Regions from separate parts of the Ovis aries genome. Here region 1 is linked to region 2. Evidence: chromatin contacts called from public Hi-C data. All regions are on one chromosome and are shown on one strand. The core of a region is the stretch at or near the end of the contact, and the rest is flanking DNA. Distances in the headings are between cores, read along the strand shown.

Region 1 (4,693 bases), core at 829-3,328, 310 kb after region 2:
TGGATATGATAGACCATCACTCTGATTGCTCAGGCGCAAGTAACATCATGCATGTTGATAAAGTGCTCTTTTTCCCCCAAACATTTTCATCAATACGTCTTAATAGAAATGCATGAAATTGGTCTGAAGTCAGTGGGTCAGCAACTGGGACCTCTTTCTGATAGACTGGGAAATGAGGCTCAGAGAGTTAAACCATGGTGGTCAAGGTAATACAACCATGGGTGCCAGAGTCATCTATAGGCACTTGTTGACAGAACCTTCTGGACTCAGGCTTGGGCTCTGAAGCCAGATACACCTGGGCTTGAGCCGTTCACTAACTGGAGAGCTTGGAGATGTCACTGCACTTCTGAGCTTTGACTTACAGTCTAAGGATAAAAACAGTATCTTAATGCGGTTGTTCTGAGGACTATGTGAAATAATGTGGGTACATTCGTTGTAACATAGTGTCAATCATAATGCATATTATAACATGCTGCTCCTGAGTTTTGCTTTAGCAGTAATTTGTGGTAATTCCAAAGCTCAATTCATATATCTAATACTGTTCTCCTTTTATTACATTGCTTCTTTCTTGTTTTCCATTCGTCCCTGTTTTAATCCAATCCACCTGGCTTTTCCACGTTTGCGGGCTTGTTAATGAAGAAGTTATCTCCTTCCCACCTTCGAGGGGAGCATGAGCTCTGAGGTCTGACAGAGAGCCTCCTCATACTGGCATTTCTCTGGACTCCCACACTGTTATGCTTGGGAAATGTTGGTTATTGACTGAATGGAGCCAGGCGGGAAGGTCTGCTCCAAATCCAGCCCAGTAGTGTCTGGTAGTTTAAAAAATACATATATTTATATCCTGGCACAAAGCAAGAGGTCAGAAAGCATTTCTGCAACGCATGCATGCATGCGCACAGCGCCTACGAGTAAGGGATTAAAAAGGCATTTCTGGATTCAGAGCATAGTGCGTGGTACACAGTAAGCACTTCCTGGCCTAGGCTTTAAAATCTTGATGCAAGAGCTCCGCTTCGCTGTGTGCCTGAATACAAGGGTTCGAATCCCATCCCCTCCTCTTCCTAGGTGAGCGACCTCGGGTAAGTGTCTTAACCTCTTTGTGCTTCAGTTTTCTCATCTGCAAAACGCGGACCACGGAGTGAGACCTCGAGGAGACACCCCGAAGCACTTGGATCTGCTGTCTGGCCCATGGCGGGCCTCTGCCACCCAGCCGGCAGGGGCGATCGAGGGCACAGGCAAGGAGCCCCAAGCCCTCCACAACCACTGCCACCGGCGTTCCCGTGGCTCGCGGTCGCGCCCAGCAAAGATTCGTGCACCCGAGGGGGCGGGGCGCGGGGCGGCCGGCTCAGCGGCTGACTGCCCGCCCGCCCGCCTCGGAGCCGCGCCGCCCGCACTTCTTTCTCTCCCTCTGTCTCCGTCTCCCTCCCTCTCTCCGCCGGAGAATCCAGCCGCTCTCGGCTCAGCAGCGCCGCCAGCGAACAGTCGCGGCCGCCGCTCCGGCCCCTCCCCCGCCTCCTCCAGTCCCCCCCCGTGCGGCCGGCGCCCGTCACGTGACAAGGCGCCAGCCAATGGCGGGCCGAGCCGCGGTCGGCGGCCGCCATTGCTGTCAGAGCGAGCGAGCCCAGGGAGGGAGGAGAAGCGAGGCTGACTGGGGAGGAGGGGGGGGTGGGGGAGGAAGAGGAAGGAGGGGACGTCGCTCGGCTGCCGGGGTCGCCCGCTGGCTTCGTCCGCACCCCCCCCTTCGCGAGTTCGCGCTCCGCGGCGGCGGCGGCTCCGAAGCGGCGGCGGCGACTCTAGGGCTCGCCTCCCCTCACGCGCCGGCGGGGGCTGAGGGGGAGTCGGTGGCTGGAGATAAACAAGGCGGCGGCGGCGGCGGCTGAGGAACAGGGAAGGCGGAGGCGGCGGTCGGCCCGCAGCGCCGGCCCGGGAGGCAGCGGCGGCCCTGAGAGGCGGGGAGGGCGCCGGGCCGCGCGGACAGCGCCCCCCGCCGCCGCGGGAGCAGCCGCCGCCGCGGGAGCAGCCGCCGCCGCCGCCCGAGCAGGAAGGAGCCGCGCGGCCGCCGCGGACCCCCCCGCCGGCCCGGGCCCGCCGCCCCCGGCGCGGCGTCGCCGCGGCGCCTCTCGCCCGCCCGCCGGCCCTCGCGCCCTCCCCCGGCGGCGGCGGCGGCCGGGCCGCCCCACGCTCCCCGGCGAGGCGCCGCCGCCCGGCCCGGCCTCGCCTCGGACGCCTCGCTCCGACATGCCCCGCTCTGGCGGCCGGGCTCGCGGAGGATCATGACTGCGGCAGCGAACTGGGTGGCGAACGGGGCGAGCCTGGAGGATTGTCACTCCAACCTCTTCTCGCTGGTGAGTAGCCGGGCTGCGGGGAGGGGGCTGTGCCGTGGGGTGGGGGGGGGTCGACCTCCGCCACCGACCAACTTTCTCCTCCCGCCGCCGGGACTTCGCCCCTCCCTCGCCTCTCCCCGCCGTTCGCCTCTTGCCGATTCTCCCCCTTTTGGATCGTCTCTCCTTCGCCTTGGATCCCATCCAGTGTTTATTTGGCTCTTTAAAAATCATTTGTGAGCGCGGCGCTCGGCGTGGAATTTGCATGTGGAAGTCTCAAAGCTGCGGATTCTGGGTCGCACTTCGAACGCCCACCCTCTGTTGCAGTCGCACTCCCCTTCCCCTCCCTTTCCCCCTCTTTTCCCCCCTTAAATGTGGAAGGCTTTTGCCTTGTGTTGCCCGCGCCTGCGATAAGCAGCTTTTTTTCCCCCTTGTGTCGGATCGGCTGCCCGCCCGCCCGCCCGCCTTTTGAATTTTTTAAAAAATTCCATAATGACACCTGCAATTTCGCCCGAAAACAGTTGATTGAATGCGATTGTGTCAGTAAAGGACTCTTGCACCCGAAGCTCCGGCGATTGTAAACATCGACAGCCGCCTGCCTCTCGGGGCTTACTACGCTGGAGAGCCTTAAAGCCATTGCACCGAGCCGACGGAAGGTGGAGAAAGCTTTTTTTCTTTCTCTCCTCCTGTGTCTTTTAAAAACTGTTTTCTCTCTGCTCACAACGAATCCACACACACACACACACACACACACACACACACAAAGCAACAAGCTGGGCGGTTTGATAACATCGCTTTTATCTGTCTTCGCCTCTCTCGCGCTCTCTCTCTGATAATTGACAACTTTTCCTTCGGATTTGAATCGCCTGCCTTAATCTTGAAGCAGTTAGGGTGTCAATTGTTCTCCTGGAAGCCTGGCATCCGACGACGGCGTCTAGATTCATCGAAATTAAAAATGTATAGGGTTCCAGAAACTCTTTCCTGGCGGTGGCAGTGACATTTGGTGGTAAATGCCATCTTTGCTTTTTTTTATTGGGTCGTATTACCTAGCTCTGAAAACATTCACGTTGTTAAACCTGGCGTTTAGACTAATAATTGCAGTGCGTGGTCTTTAAATATGTGCTTTGTGCATGAGTAACTGTATGTATAGCTATGTGCCCGGGAGACTACGAATTTGTTTAAATATTGAGCAAAGATTTGTAAACAGATGTAAGGCAATTATGTTTCAAGCGTGGAATATAATTGGAAAATTGGCTGAACGGTTTGTTTAATTTAGACTTTAAAAAAACCCAACTTTGTTTAAGTGGTGTACCCTTTTTGGGGGACTGCCTTTAGAGAACATGCATTTTGGAAATTGTTTTCCGTAACCTCTGCTGTACATAGAGCTTTATTTCCTCTTAATCTTTGTTTACACTGGGTACATAATTTAGTGTTCAAATTGTAATTAGTTACATTTAATTAAGGGTAGCATAGATGCTTTTTTTTTTCCTTTTGAGACTAGTGGAGAAATACAAATTCTTGCCAACTTTTTAAATAGAAGCTTTATTAAATATATTTCATTATGCAGATTTTAAAAAATGAAGACAAGCGATTTTTACCTACTGAGACCGAGTGACATAGTATCTATGCTTTTACTGTAGTAATAGCAGGTCAGTTTTTTTCCTCCCAACATTTTTATTCGGATATTTAATCTTAAAATTCAGTTACAAGTTGTGATTCTCCCTTTCAGTCCTGTGATAACTTCCCCTTGCCTCCTCTTTTCTTCTCTCAGTCTTTCATTTAGTGTCACTCAGATTCTCAGGGACTTCCATAGGGTAGCAAACATTGACTAAGGGGTATTTAAATGGTTTTTGTTTGGTGACTGGTGACCGAGTTGACACTTTATCAGGAAATTAAAATAACCAAGTAGATCAGTATTAGTGAGGAGAGATTCCCCCAAATTACCATATATCATGCTGACTGATAATGGCTTGTATATATGTGGCTATTTTGTATACAGTACCTTTCATGTAGGAGTGAAAATACATGTGTAGCCAGTCTTCAGTATATATCATTTCTTTTTTTATCCTTTTTTAATTTTTTTAAAAAGCTTAAGAATGATAATGTTTCTAAAGATGTTTAATATTGTTTTGGAGAAAAAATTTGTAGGAGAGGATTCTGTGCTTTCTGACTTTCTAAAGGTTTGTGCTTAAACCAGGAATTCATTTTTGAGTATAGTTTTTTTAAACAGAATTATTCTTTAGGTAGCAACTTTGAAATGCAGAAATGCTTTTTTCTTTTTTGAAGAACTGTGTAATGTCTGTGTTCTCTTATAGATGGAGGTTGGATAGCCGGTTATTAAAAAACTGCAAATCCGTTAAAGAGCTACTGATACT
Region 2 (4,755 bases), core at 310-2,809:
TGGCGGGGTAGAAAGGGCGGGAGGTGAGCGGGGGCAGCAGGAACAGGAAAGAGCAGGCACCACCACTCCCTTATGTTCGCAGCAGAGCATGGGCTCCCTGTCAGCATCCCTACTGTACTTTGGAATCCTCCTCAACTGCTGCCCTCGGGGTCAGCGCAGGCCCTGGAGAGGGAGAGGGGAGCTGTCCTGTAGGATGCTCATCCTGGCTGCCTCCGTGAGACTTTCGTTGTCCCAGCTGGAAGAAGCAGGAAAGTTGCTCCTCCCCAAGTATTTGTTCTCTCTTCGCATGGAGGCTGGAACAAAAGCCCAGAAATCCCTGCTCCAAAGTTCTGTGTGGTGCGGAACCTGGGAGACCTAGGAAATCGTTGAGCCCAAAATTGAAAGGGATGGTGTGGGGCCGGGGGTATGTGTGACCAGGGAGATCATGGTGCTGATGATAACCGCCCCCACCCCCCAACCCAGGGTGCTGCACGGGCCAGCCCGATCTGAATACTCTGCTTGTGTAAGTCCATTCAACACCCCCAAACCCCCTGGAACTAAACACTGAAACCTTCCTATCCCACACACGAGGAAATGGACTCTCAGCCAGGTTGAGTAACCTGTCCACACAGCTGCTGTTGCTGCTACTTCTACTACTAGGCTAGGATCAGATCACAGGGAAGCTGGGTTCAAAGTCCATGCTTTTAACTACTCTTATGCTATAAAACAAACAAACAAAAAAATCAAATCCAAAATCAAAAGCCGATTTTCATCCACCAGACTGACGACAAGTAATAGGTTTGATACAATCAAATCACCATGAGGCAGTGGCGAAGGGCCTGCACCTCATTACGTCCCAAAAAGGCCTACAGGCTAAGACTGGGGCTGGAGGTTGGTGGGCACTTTCATCTTATCTGTGTTTATTCTGCAATACAGAATATACTTGTACAGGACTTGGGTTCATAACTCATAAGAGAGAGAGAAGTGAAGATGGTCGGGGAAAAGAACCAAAGATAAAGACCTGGAGGGTTTTGGGAGTCCAAAACCTTTGATGTGAATTCAAACATTGAATGTGACCTCTTGGCTACAGAAATTCTGCCGGCCTTGAGCCTTGGAGGAGCTCATGTTTTCCTCCAGCACACATTTCTTTACTGTGTTTCAGGCTCTGGGTCGGGCTCTCGGCAATTTCCACACGAACCGAGGGTGTGTCCTGATAGTATGGTCTCACGTCTGTCCCCAGTCCTGGTGCCTCTGTGGCGATGAGGTCATGGCCGCATGCAGGGAGGAGCGGGTTCACCCCTCAGCTCCGATTTGTGCTGGGCTGTTGCCCCAGAGCAGCTGCTGCAGCAACATTTACTTTGTACAGCGGCCAAGAGAGAGAGGGAGAGGGAGAGAGCGAGCCGGCAAGAGTGAGCGCGCATGAGCCTACCCCATTCCAAAATATTTCTGACAAAATCTGGCACTCCTGGTTCTAATCAAAATACTGAACTTTGGAACAAATTAACATTCCACAGCCTTGCAGGGAAGGAGAACTCAGCCGAGACAACTTCAGTTCACAACCACAACAAAAATAGCTTCTCCCGGGGAAGACACAGTCTGCTAACAAGGTCACTTTTGTTTTGCTTCCCCTGCCATCTGGCTGAGTGGCACCAGGGGCTGGATTTGGTACCGACTTCTTCTGCCGAGAGTGGATGGGAGCCGGGTGGCACTGCAGAAGGCTTCTCAGCCTCCTGGCAAAGGGTGCCGGCACAAAGTTACCTTCAGACACCCCCCAGCAAGCACGCGGGCAGATGGAGCCCCGGTTTCACCCAGCCCGGCTCAGCTCTGAGCTCCGAGTGTGCAGAAGGTGTGACACCAGCAGACAGCAACAAGCAGGTGGGAGTCAGGGGAGAGTGAAAAACACGACAGGATGGGGAAGCTATCTTCGTCTCGAAAAACATTCCAGGACTCAACGCAATGCTCGCTCTGGCAAGTCGGGAGTCTGAGTTCCAGAAGGCGAACAAAGAAGCATGATTTGGGGTTTGGATTTTTTTTTTTCTTTTCCTCTTCCCTTCTGCTTGCAAGATTCAGCCCCTCTCTATCATTATCAGGGATGTTCGGTAACCTCCCTTGGCCTGTTTCCTCGTCTGTAGGACAGACTCACCTGCACTTGTGGGTGAAGAGAGCAGATGCCACTGCCTAAGGGCATTGGGCTGGAGTTTCCGAAGAACATGAGTGCCCTCTGACCTGGTAGCCCAGGAGGGCTTCCATGTAGAAACACCCTTCAACAGCCCTCTACAGATCTTCCAACATGACATAAATAGCCTGCCCAGAGTTACTTCATTTTGAAGGTGTGGAGCTGGGATTTGAACACAAGCCTTTTGCTTACGGAGATTCTGCTGCTGCTTCTATACCAACGATTTTCAATCTTTTAAAAAAGGATCAAAAGCCATGAATATCCACAAGGGGTTCACGGCCTAGTAAAACCACGTCCCTCTCACGAGAAGTCTGTGTGTGCTAAGTCGCTTCAATCTTGTCCGACTCTTTGTGACTGGACTGTAGCCAGCCAGGCTCCTCTGTTCTTGGGATTTTCCAGTCAAGAATACTGGAGTGGGTTGCCATTCCCTTCTCCAGGGCATCTTCCCAACTCAGGGATCGAACCCGCGTCTTATGTCTCCTGCCTTGAGAAGCAGGTTCTTTATGACTAGTGGCACCTGGGGAGAGGAGTCTAGGGAGCTTAGTTAATTATCATAGTAGATCTGCTGGGAAAACAAACAAAGCTTTAGTAAAACGGAGAAGGAATATTTAAAATGACCTAAAATCTCCCTACCCTTAAATGAAGGAAAATAAGTTCATTAGAACATCTCCTTTAGGGTTCCCACACCCACTCGCCCCCATCCCCTGCCAAAAGACATATAAAGAAACTTTGATTTCAAGTGAGTTAAATCTGGTCTCCCAGGGGTCGGAGGTGGGGTGAGTCTGGTGAAAATCTTGGGACTCTAAAGTTGTGTCATCGCTGCCTCTGGGGAATGGGGTGAACAAGGGGAGCCCAAGGTCCCACTGTCGCAGGTGGTTCCTGAGTCCGAACTGAGCTGTGGCATCTGGCAGAGGGTTTAAAAGGTCAGGAAGAGTCCTGGGACTATTTGCAAGTGTTCATTGGTATTAAGGACTGAGATCCTCTCTGCTGCTGGAACCTGTGGGTCTTGCTTCCCCAAATAACACAGGGAAGGCTTCCCACTGCCCCCCAGCAGGGAATATGGTTGAGGAGGGGGGCAGTTAGGCTACTGAATATTGATTATATACCAGTCAGTGAGCTCAGCCCTGTTGTCTAACAAGGAAGAAGAGAGATAAAGCACTTGTCCTCAGAGGGCTTTCCATCTTATAGGGAGATAGACATTGAACTCAAAGAACGGGACAGGGTGGAATGAGGGCAGAGACTGAGTTTCTAGGTAGAGAAACACAGGCCATAAGAACAACGTGAAAAAGAAAAGAACACTGGTGGCTCCAGAATATTCTACCTCAGAGACGCACATTGATAACTCGTCCTGAAGCAGTGTTGAAAATAGCACTTTGCAGGCTTTTGAGGCAATGAGAATTATCTAAGTCAAAAAATACACATGGGAGGTATTGAGTGGAGTGGGATGTGGGGGGAGGACTGAATCCCTGGGTGGCTGAGGCAGAAGTCCACATTGCCTCCTCGTCCTTTGCTTCCCCGCTAGCAGCACCAGCTGGACTGAATCCTGACCTTATTGACTGGTCCTGTGGCACCTGCTGGATTCTCCCTGGCCATCGGGGCCCTCATGTGGTGGCCGCTTGGGCCCCAGGAGGACCGGTGGACGGATACTGGCTCCTGGATTGGCCGCATCTGGGCCTCCGGTCGTCCCTCACTCTTTCAACAGCTCACGCAGTTGTTTGCTGTCAACACAGCAGCTGGTTACCCAAGACGCAGGACAAGCCATCCTCTCACCTGCAGGATGGTTTAGGCTTACATAGCATCAGGCCTGAGAATGGGGGGAAACTTGTGGGCATTTTTTTGGCGCTGACAGGCCCTATGAGTCTGTGACATGAGCCGAGGTGGGAGAGAATCAGTCAATGAGACTGTCACCTCCCAATAGGTCAGGTTCCTCACGCGGAGTCCAGCAGGCCCCACCAGGGCTCCTGGTTTGCAGATCGGTGAGGAAGAGTGAGTGTCACAACTCTTCCCAGTCAGAGCCTGTGCTCAGCAGCTCTTGACTCCGGCTGGTGCTTACCCAAACTGGCCTCCCTCTTTCAAGTAAAGGACACATTTTTCACTCTCTGTGTTTTCAAAGAGAAGCTGACACTGAGAGAATGTTGTGAATCACAATCAGAGTTCCCTGCTGCAGAGCACACAAGATGAGAATTGATCTCAAACCTCTTCCTGTCATCATTTACTGAGCACTGGAAAGACACACTCATAAGTCAGCGGAGAAAAACTCAGAGTCCTGGTCTCTAGCTGCGTGTCAACAAAACACCGCAATGATGTCGCCTGCTGTAACACCAAGCAGGATTAAACCACAGCCCAGCCAAGTCTCCTTACGCTCCCAAAGTATCAAGGTGATCTTTGACTTTACCTTTATTATTCTTTTAGTCAACTTTATTGAGGTGTAATTTTCACACAATAAATAGCACTCATTTCAAGTGTATGGGCTGACGTTCTGACAAATGTCTGCGACCGGATAACCATCACTTCAATCAAAGTATAGAGTATTTCCAACACTCCACCCCTCCAAATCCCTTCCAGCTTTTGGAAGAAGTCAGTCCCCTTTCACCTCTGCC

What was found. A called contact is a pair of places that touch in the nucleus more often than the background predicts.
Region 1: a contact with region 2 is called in a Hi-C map of liver, with 1.9 times the contacts expected there. The contact joins the promoter of MED13L here to the enhancer-like site in region 2. A contact is called at or near these places in 2 of 16 Hi-C or Micro-C datasets (liver and muscle).

Annotation. Positions count from the first base shown.
Region 1 is chr17:58,646,915-58,651,607 of ARS-UI_Ramb_v3.0, forward strand. MED13L (mediator complex subunit 13L) reads left to right here and starts at 2,079. Exons shown (of 31, transcript XM_015101660.4): 1 at 2,079-2,342. The coding sequence starts at 2,271.
Region 2 is chr17:58,334,007-58,338,761 of ARS-UI_Ramb_v3.0, forward strand. All of the region lies in intron 1 of LOC121816951 (a long non-coding RNA gene), which reads left to right. Among named protein-coding and RNA genes, the nearest start is that of SPRING1, 54 kb to the left of the region's middle. Within about 2 kb of position 1,560, at least 29 of the 54 cell types and tissues checked have an H3K27ac peak or open chromatin away from gene starts, as enhancers often do. A contact at or near this core is called in liver, where this site is marked.